Regions from separate parts of the Mus musculus genome. Here region 1 is linked to region 2. Evidence: chromatin contacts called from public promoter capture Hi-C data. All regions are on one chromosome and are shown on one strand. The core of a region is the stretch at or near the end of the contact, and the rest is flanking DNA. Distances in the headings are between cores, read along the strand shown. Region 1 holds the start of Fbxo48 (F-box protein 48). Region 2 holds the start of Fignl1 (fidgetin-like 1).

What was found. Promoter capture Hi-C pulls out the DNA fragments that hold promoters and counts their contacts.
Region 1: a promoter capture Hi-C map of the HPC-7 cell line shows a contact between it and region 2. The contact joins the promoter of Fbxo48 here to the promoter of Fignl1 in region 2.

The regions. Positions count from the first base shown.
Region 1 is chr11:16,948,307-16,953,177 of GRCm38.p6, reverse strand. It overlaps Fbxo48 (F-box protein 48), which reads right to left and starts at 1,768. Exons shown (of 4, transcript NM_176982.2): 1 at 714-1,768; 2 at 1-36. It overlaps Eldr (Egfr long non-coding downstream RNA), which reads left to right and starts at 1,896. Exons shown (of 4, transcript NR_110425.1): 1 at 1,896-2,158; 2 at 2,248-2,296.
Region 2 is chr11:11,806,736-11,811,676 of GRCm38.p6, reverse strand. It overlaps Fignl1 (fidgetin-like 1), which reads left to right and starts at 2,715. Exons shown (of 3, transcript NM_021891.3): 1 at 2,715-2,782.

The DNA.
Region 1 (4,871 bases), core at 519-3,018, 5.1 Mb before region 2:
GGTGGCGTGCGTAAAAACAAGTGGCCAACATCTGACCTGTATATGGGAGACCATGAACACATTCCCTTCACTTTGAACACTAGTTCTTGGCAAGTATCATGGTTTCTACATGTTTTGTTTCTTGCTGTTCTAGAAGAACATTATCTTTAAAAAAAGGGGGGGGGAATGATTCTCCACATCAAACATTTGCTGAGTTTAGTAATAATGACTACTTTAGTGTTTATTAAAAGTCTCTATGTGAACTGATGCTTTACCATTGGTTTCCTCACCTTCGAGCTAACAGAGTCACAAACCTGCTGGTCCTTTAGTAATCTGTATAAGAACTACTTAACCGTTTGGATGTAGTGGACAAGTGCATACTCTTGACATCAGTTTACCCAAAATAGTCCAGGATGAAGTCCTGACCATAATTATGGAGTCTCATATATTCAATTACACTTCAAGAGTGGTGTCTTAGAAATCAATCTATCTTATGTGCCTAATTATGAGCTAAGGATCACTGTCCCCAAATCTATTACTGAGTGACAAGTACAATCTAAGTAGTTCATAATTCAGCTAGGAATAGTATATAGCTATAGATGTAAAGCCTTATTCCAGCTAATGTTCTCAAGGACCACAGTGGAAGCTTCTGGAAGCTTCAAGGCTGCACACATCATCCTGGGCCATGTTGCAATATAAGCACAATTTGTGTTTACCTACTTTATAATACTTACAGTTCCTTTTGTGGTGGAGAATCAGGATACAATAGGCATTTGATGTATAGCTAAATATCTCTTCATTCAGTGACTAACAATTCCCTTTTCAGATGCACTACTCGAGTCTTTGTAGTTAGTAACATCATGGTGACTACCTTTGGTTAGGCTGTTTATGATCCAAACTGGTTGTGGTTAGAACTGTAATGTCTGAACTGAACAGGGGCTTCCTTTAGAAATAGAAAATAGAAAGCAACTTGGTGTGCAAAAACAAGACAAAACCCACAAGATCAAGTATTTGCAACGAACCTTCTCCCCTCCTACCACTGGTACAAACTAAAGGCAAAGTGTCATCTTTGAAACTAAGTTTCTATTAGGAGGTTACACTACACTCAGATGTTTGCTGTTTCTCCCAGGCTCTCCCTAGGAATAAAATCTTTCCTTCTGTCAAAGGAATTCCACAAGAGGCAGGAAGTTTTTCAATTGAACATTCTGTGGTGCCTTGGTCATATTCCCAAAAATCTCACTAGGAATCTTCTAAATTATCTCTCTTGAATGCCTCGAAAGCTATTCCTTGTATGTCGCCTCTTTTTGAACCAACCTTGCGGAAATATTGCGTTAGCTTGCGGTCCTCCCACCTCCTTTTCAAAGATCTGCTTCTATGTATGTGTATTGCCGGTTTGCTTGCAAACAAGTCTCAGCACACAGTGCGTGCGCTGCCCGCAGGAGCCAAAAGGGGGGTGGGATCCCCGAAATGGAGTAACAGTCAGTGGCAAGACCCCTCTGTGGACACTGGGAACTAAACCTGGGTCTTTGAGAAGAGCGGTCACTCTGGGCCACCTCCAGCCCCTCCATCCACCGTCCTGTCAAATGTCACTAGGAGTGAGCAAACCGAGAAAGAGCATCGTCGGGCAAGACTAGTTCTCAGGGAGCCCACACCAGTCCTGGCGAGCGCAACCACATCCCTGTGCTGTGAGGACAGGCAGGAGAAGCGACCGACCACAGCTGAGCACGCTGGTCCCTGTGCAGGGAAGGGCAGAGCTGCCTCTCCTACCTAAAGGCGCGGTGCCGGCTCCTCCCGCGATTTCAGTCCTCCGGATTTGAATCTTTTCCGGAAGGCCTTCATGTCCCGCCCTCTCAAGCCTCGCTCCACCCATTTGCATGCGCGGTGCCTTCTGGGATTGGTAGTTTACCCTGCGTTTCATCACCGTAAGGGAAGGAAAGAAAGGAGGCCCAAGTCACTGCAAGGTCCAGCGTCCCCGCTGAGTGACAGCGGGCACATGGGCGGGACTTAAAAGAGCGGGACTTACAAAGGGCGGGACTTACAAAGGGCGGGACTTGCAAAGGGCGGGACTCCCAAAGTGCTTTGGTAGCTAGCGAGGGCTTTGAGACGGCCGAGAGTTTGAGCGCCAAGGCTCTCTCTCCCCAGGGGACTCTGCAACCTGACTAGGTGCTCCTTCCCTGAGGTGTGTGCTCGACAAAGGTTGCTGAAAAAGTTCACGTTGAAATTTTTTTTGATGATAATATCGTGTTACTCATTTCCTTTGTTTCTTAGCATAGTAACATTCCAGGGAGCTGCCCGGGGAAGCTTAACGCTCGATGCGGTATGTATTCTATCTAGTAGCATCTTGCAAAAATATAGTGAAATATCAAGGACTACCGAGACTGCTATATACGATGGAATTGCAAACCTTTCAGCTTATGTGGTTATTAAGTTAGCTGAACATTGTAGTTTTGTTCCCAGAGAAGATATTTGCTAGCATTCAACATTTACCCCTTGCCAGTCTTTCGTGCAGTTCTGTATTTCTCTAAGACTGCTTTTGCATATTACACCCTTACGGCCTTTAGTTTGAACATTCTATATGTCTCTGATTATAAAGATGTTGAAGCTAAGAGATACTTGTTTACTTAGGCCTAATGGCAGAAAGCATCCTGGGGAACTTTCCAGGATGTACATATATATACATAGAAACGCTCAATATCCCCTGTTATGGATTCAAGAAACTGTGACTCCCCTGGGAAGACACATTTAAGAGCGGACTACCTCGTGTATTGAGCTTCTTCACATTCCCAGTTAATGTCTGAAATAAGAAGTCAGAGACTTACCAGAAGGAACAGACCTTGGGGTGAGAGCTGAGGGAAGGGAGCTGCTTTCATAAAAAACACCAATCCGATCAAAGCCATACATCCCACTAGCTGGCATAAGAAAGCCTATAGCTTTCTATAGAAGATATGAGTCAGAAATACAAGGAAAGAGGAAATGGTGTGTGTGTATGTGGTGGTGGTGGTGGGGGGGTGGGGGGAAGGGGGCACCATTTGGTGTGTGCTGGTTGGTTTTTGTCAACTTGACACCTTGGAAGAAGGAACCTCAAATGAGGAATTGTCTCACTCGGACTGGACTGTAGGCAAGTTTATGGTGGCATTTTCTTGATGATAGATCTATGGCGAGCCCAGCCCACTGTGGGCAGTATTGCCGCAGACTATCGCCTTTTTGGGTCTCCTATCTGTGTGGAACGGGTCTCTGGTTGCAGGTGGACAAGGAGTCGGCGAATGACAAACAGAAGCGACAGATGAGATTGTGTAGAATCTGAATGTAATTTGTCAAATCGAGCATCAAACTTTTTATACAGAAGAAAATAGGGAAGTTGGGTGACATACCGGCAAGGTACAAAGAGGTTACTGGATTCTTACACAAAACAGAGGAATGCAAACATGGAAGGACCGGCAGGAACCAGTTGGGATAAAATTCAATGCTAACAACTGGGATCAAAAACATCTCCACCTAAGGCCCACTTAATCTTAGAAGCCAGGGTCAAGGGCTTTGTGCCCTTGCCACAGTTCCTATTCTAGTCTATTGTATAGTCCACCTTCCCCCTAGGCCATTGTAAATACTTGTGTATGGGTGTAACTCAGCTATCCATATTTCTAAGTATCTACTCTGGTTACTTCTTAGATCACAAACTTCCATCTTCCTAGATAATGGTAAATTCCTGTATAGGGCAGTGACTTAGCTATCCATGCCCAAGGTCGGATCAAGGACTGCCTAGAATCTAACTTAGCTATATGTCAAAATATCAATCCGTAGGAGCACTTGTAATAAATCAATATTAAGGGAAAGCACACAGATGTGTTTACCAACTAAAGCAAGGGCATTGGAGCATTCTTTATACAGGATGCCACGATTCCAGGAGACTAAGTTTCCGTGAACTTTTCGCCTCGGAACAGCACCCAGGTTTTCAGGGCCTGTCGAGCTTGTCACTACTGGAGTGGATGTAGCACAGTATCATTCATATGGTGGTCCTGGGTTGTGTAAGAATGCAAACTGAGCAAGCCAAGACAAGCAAGCAGTGGTTCTCCAGGGTTCTGCTTAAAGTTCTTGCTCTTCCATTGCTGACTGGAATTAGTTTTCATTTCTGAGTTCATGCTCCTGTAGACTATTTCTGAACCTGCCATTTCTGAATCTTTACCTCAGCTAAACTTTATGTTGTACATGCCACCCTTGACCAGCAGAGGACACCATTGACTTACTGGCGGGGTTTTTTTGTTTTGTTTTGTTTTCCCAAGTTCCAAGTTAAGTTTAGTAACAGTGTTAAATTTAGTAACTGTTTTCTGGACAGGACAGGACAGGACAGGACTGCAACACATAAACTTCCAGCAGCTGTGGTTCCCCCCCCCCACCCAGACCTATACTAACTAGGTCAAGCCAGTCAACATTTTAGAGTACCATGGTGAGGGTGGAATTGGGTTAATTCAAGAGCCTCTTGCTCCTAACTGGGGAGTTATATATAGTTGATAGCTTCTGAGGAGAGAGTCAGTTTTCTTTAACAGTGTGTCATTTGGTAGGTCAAGCAACAACCAGAGGATAGCCATACTCAGGAGTAAATGATAGCACCAACTGGGAGAGTGAGAGCAAGCAAGTGAGCGAGCATGAGAGAGAGGGGGGGGGAGGGAGGAGGGGAGTAAGGGAGCTAGGGTGTGAACCTGAGAGGAATTAGGAGGAAGCATAGTTAGTATCATCAAAACTGACATTCTTACTTTTTAAAAATTCAGTGAAACTTAATATGGGGATTATTGCATTCATAGGTTGGAAGACTAAACATTGAGTATTTGAAAATGTCATTTTTTTTTTATAAAAGTCTCAATACATTACAAAGTACTCTAACATGAAGGAAGACCTCT
Region 2 (4,941 bases), core at 1,466-3,965:
AAAATCTGTTTCTTGAGCACTTCTCTCTGTGTGCCATAACCTACCCTTGTAAAAAGTAATGGGAAAAACAATACAAAATTACTAGCAAAGTAAGTTGCTTGCATAAACTGGTAATATTTGAAAAGGTCTTTTTAAAGAAACTTGTGTTGTTCCCCAAAGCAGACATGCAATAAACAGTCACAAGAAGAATTATGGCATGACCCCATAGCCTGTTCAAACTAGAAGCAGAAGAGTCCACACATGGACCAGTTTTTCCTAAACACAGCAAATTCACAGCAGCCAGAGGCCAAACTACCTCAGCTTGACTAAGTCTGCTCTAACCTCACAAGAGAAATGAGCTGAAGTGAGCTGAATCAACCTGTCAGCTCCTTTCCGACAGGCTCGGCTCCCTGCGTTACGAAGCTCACCCTTCTGTTCCTGCCCAGTACCGGCTCTTGTTCTGTTTTGTAGAGTGAAGGTTGCCCCGTTCGGGAATATAAAGGCTAACGAGAACTTTGTCAGACTTGTTAAAATTCTGCCTCTGGTCGTAGGGGAGAGCACCGTCTAATGAAAACTTTTCATTAGGACTGTATGTTCCATTCATGTTAGACTGTATATCCGAGGAATGGCTGGCTACATCTCCAATCTTCACGGGTCCTCTTTCACCAAGGCATGTTTGAAGTGGATTTCAGGATCCAACTGTACTCGGGGAATCTCAGAAAAAGAGACAGATTTAATTTTGTCCCATCTTCTTTCCTATCTCTACAACAGCCCACTTCTCACATTGCTTACAAACATAGTTTTTTTTTTTCTTCCCTGAGACAGGGTTTCCCTGGCTGTCCTGGAACTCACTTTGTAGACCTCTGGCCTCGAACTCAGAAATCTGCCTGCCTCTGCCTCCCGAGTGCTGGGATTAAAGGCGTGTGCCACCATGCCCGGCCAAACACAGTTTTATAAACACTTATTATTGTGTGTTTGTGGGGAAAGGACATGTGCCTAGAAGTCAAAGGACAACTGTGTGGAGTTGTTTTGAATCCTTCCACTTTTTCGTGGGTTCTGGAAGCCACACTAAGGCCACCAAGGTTGCACAGGAAATAAATACCTTTACCTGAGACATCTTGCTAGCTTACAAACACAATTTTTCTGGCAGAGGATGCATATTATTTGGGATCATTTTATTTTCTCTGATCAAAACAAATTAGCCAGCTGAACTGTAACAAGCATTGTCTGAGATTATGGTTATAAACTCATAAATACATAAACAAGAAGAAGCTCTCCCACCAAGGACCAGTTCTGTCTGCTTAGGTGGCAATTTCTTTCTTGCAGGTCCAATAACTTCTGACCATGAAAATAGAGTCTATCAAAAGCAGTTTGTGTTCTCGGTCAGCAAGTTTACTACTTGCATAGCTTAAGCCTTAAACTCTTCCACAGTAGACACTGGGTTGTGAGCCTAACAAAGCCAATTTAAAAAAGACGGACGCCAGAGAATAATGTTGCTTTTTGCAGGATTCCTGGTCTTATAAAAAAATAATTAAAACAAAACAAAACCCAGACTCAGTAGGAAACCGAAAGGCAATTTTGAATTTAGGGGAAAAATAAGACAAGCTAGACATGTTGGCAGCCTCTGGAGGAGGCAGACGGATAAGGGGAAAAGAGACCATGCTTTTGGAGTTAAAGGTCAGAAAGGCAGGCAGGCTCAACAATGCAGGCCTGGGAATGGCTGCATGGGTAAGGAAGGTCTTCAGCCTGATTAAAAATGCCCAGAGCCGTAGAGCAAGCAGGGTTAGGAGTGTTGGTCAGTATTTGAAGGAGATAGGATGAATAAAAGAAAAGTACAGTTTTCCCAGTGAAAACAGGCAGGCTTAGCGATGAGGGTTGTAGACAAAGAAACCAAAAAAAAAAAAAAAAAAACCACCCAACAACCCAGCACAGCCCCCCTCCTCTCCCCTCTCTGACAATCAGCTCCCGACTGCTTGGAGCCTGACCCAATGGCTTGTTATGCCTATACAAACAATTAAGAACCTAACCCTTGGTGACCTCTCCCCAAATTGCAAGCCGTCTTGGTTGGTAATAGAGAGGTGGGGGTGGGGTGAGGTGGGGCCCAAAGCTATGAGGGGAAAGTTCCCTCGGTGACTCCAGGACTGTCCATGTTTTAGCTACCTACGATTAGTTTTTTTAAAAAAAAAAAAAAAAAAAAGCTCTTCAGTTCTTACTGGACCCCTGCCAGCTACTACTTCGGTAATCTCGGTATTCCGTCTAATGCTGGCTGTAGCCTTTGCTAAACCTTCCTGTATTCGAGTCTCACTATTTGATAGCTGCTGCTGAACTGGTTAAGGCCGGAGGGCGCCGGGGCGGGCAGGCTCTGGAGTGGCGGCCCGGAGGCTACACCTCCCCTTCCCCCTCCCGGGCCGCTTTCGCCCTCCCAGGGGACTCGTGCTCTCTACACTCCTGAGCTTTCTTTCCTCTCTCACTGCCTCTGCCTAGGTGCCTTTGCAGCACCTAGCTCGGCAAAAAGAACATATTAAGGCTGCAGTGAACGGGAAGCCAAGGGTTTGCTTAGATTTATCGCCACCGCGCGGGCTAAATCTCCCTCATAGAGCGCGGGCCGGAAACCCAAATTCCCGCGTTAAGGCCTGGGCGGTGACCTCAGGCCTTCCGAGACTCCGCCCTCACGCTGCGTGCAGCGCGCGCTCAGCCGCCCTTACTCTACACGCATGCGCAACGCGGGCCGAGCCGTCACTTCGCGCAGGCGCACTTCGAAAGGCGCGCTTTTCGGTGGCTGCGGTCCCGGCAGGGAGCACAGGTGGGCCCCGGTAGGCTGCTGTTCGCCGCTAAGCCGGCGGGCGGAGGCTGTGGTTGCCATGCCGGGTGTACTTTGGTTTTGTTTTCTTCTGTCCGTTCTTGGCCTCGGGTTGTCGGAGAGGGTGGCCTTGGGAAGCCCGCGGCCAGACGGCGGCTGGGGCTGAGGGACGCCGTTGGGCGTGACGGTTTGGGGTCAGTCAGCCACAGCTACCCCCCGCTAGGACTGCTGGGAATGCTGTAGCTGGTTTGCCACCTAAATGTACTCATTTTGAGTTTCGTGCTTTCGGCAATACTAACACAGGTGAATTTTCTCCGAAAATCAGAAATGCTCCAGCATCTGAACTTGACGCCTAAAATAACATCCTCATCATGAAACTTTTTTTTTTTTTTTAAATTCATTCCTGCTCAGAAAATAGTATCTACAGTTAACCGTCTGGTTATGTAGCTAATGTATATTTTAAGTATACGTGAGTTGTATTTAGAATGGAGTCCCCTACCTGATGTATGTGTCAATACCTAGAAATCAGACACACTCCTGACCCCGAGCAGTTGGACTAAAGATACTTTTCAGTTGTGATAACTGGTTCCAGGCCATACGCAGTCGCTACGGCCTGAGGGGGGAACCTTCCAAAGGGAAGAAATAATAATTCATAATCTATCATATTTCTAAGTTCTGGGGACCCTATAATGCAACAACCTGTCAGCTAAATAATGGTGCACGCTGTTTCTCCCCAGGTGACGACATAGCTTAAGAGATATTCTCAGAGTCACTGCTGAAAGAACAGATTATGTATTCAGAATTCAGGGCCTGGGAAATGGCTTAGTGGGTCAAAGCTGCCGAACCTGAGGACCTGAATCCCTAAGAACTGTCCTGGTAAAAAGAGAAAATTCAGTTCCTGCAAGTTGCTCTCAGACTTCCCCAATTTATTACAATTAATTAAAACTTTTATGTCCAGTGTCTAAAGCTAGGTCTTACAGCTTCAGATCCTGTGTTCTAAATTCCTATGCTACTTTGCCACTAGTAAACTAGAGTTCTGTAAAGTTCAAAAATGATGTCTGGAATATAGTAGGCCCTCCAGTTTTTAATCATTTTAGTGGATACCATGAACTACGTACTAAAGAAAATCTAAATACAATGAGAAGTAGTTCTTGTTTGCAGAAGCTTCCTGTCTAGTTTGAATGACCAAAACATTCTTAATCAGAAAATTAACAAAGTAAAGAAAATTGAAATGTAACTCGGTTGCCCATACTTTATAGATTTCTATCAAGCACAAAGGTTAAAATGACTTAGAAGTGTTAGATAATACGGTCAGTACTTGTGTCATTGAGCAACAGACTGTTTTGGGTTGTATGTAGTTGTGGGATATGACTGACTGGAAAGGAAGGAAAACTTGGTCGATAACTTCTAAATACAAAGATGGTGGTGGAAGAGGACAGTTTTTGGAGAATGACTAGAATAGGTGATTTTAGGTGATAGACTGAAATGAAGCTATAAAGATAATTATAATCATTGCGAACCTTTGTGGAGGATATTTTCCAAGTTACTTCTCCTTCAGGTTCTTTTTTTTTTTGAGACAGGGTTTCTCTGTGTAACCCTGGCTGTCCTGGAACTCACTCTGTAGACCAGGCTGGCCTCGAACTCAGAAATCCACCTGCCTCTGCCTCTGCCTCCCGAGTGCTGGGATTCAAGGCGTGCGCCACCATGCCTGGCTTCCTTCAGGTTCTTATTTCTGGTGTTGTATAATGGAGAGTAAAATAAGGTTAAAGCAGATGAAAGCAGGGCTACTTACTTGCCTCAGAACTGTTGATCCAGTTTCAATTTAAGTAACAGTTTGACTAGATGTTAAGTTTCCCATTATTATAAGCAGAGATGTATGCTTACCTACTTATAATGTGGTAAATTTTTTCCACAGCATTGTCAGAGATAATAGCTATATTAACCAGGAGTGGTTACCCTTTTACTCCCGGTGCTTCAGAGGCAGAAACAGGTGAATCTCAGAAACAGGTGAGGTTGAGGCCAGCCTGGTCTACAGAGTGAGTTCCAGGGCAGCCAGGGTACACAGAGTAACCCTTTCTCAAAAACCTACCACCATCACCACCATCAAAGCTGTATTAAATATAGCTCACATAGAAAGTATTGATTATTTAGCTGTACTTCCA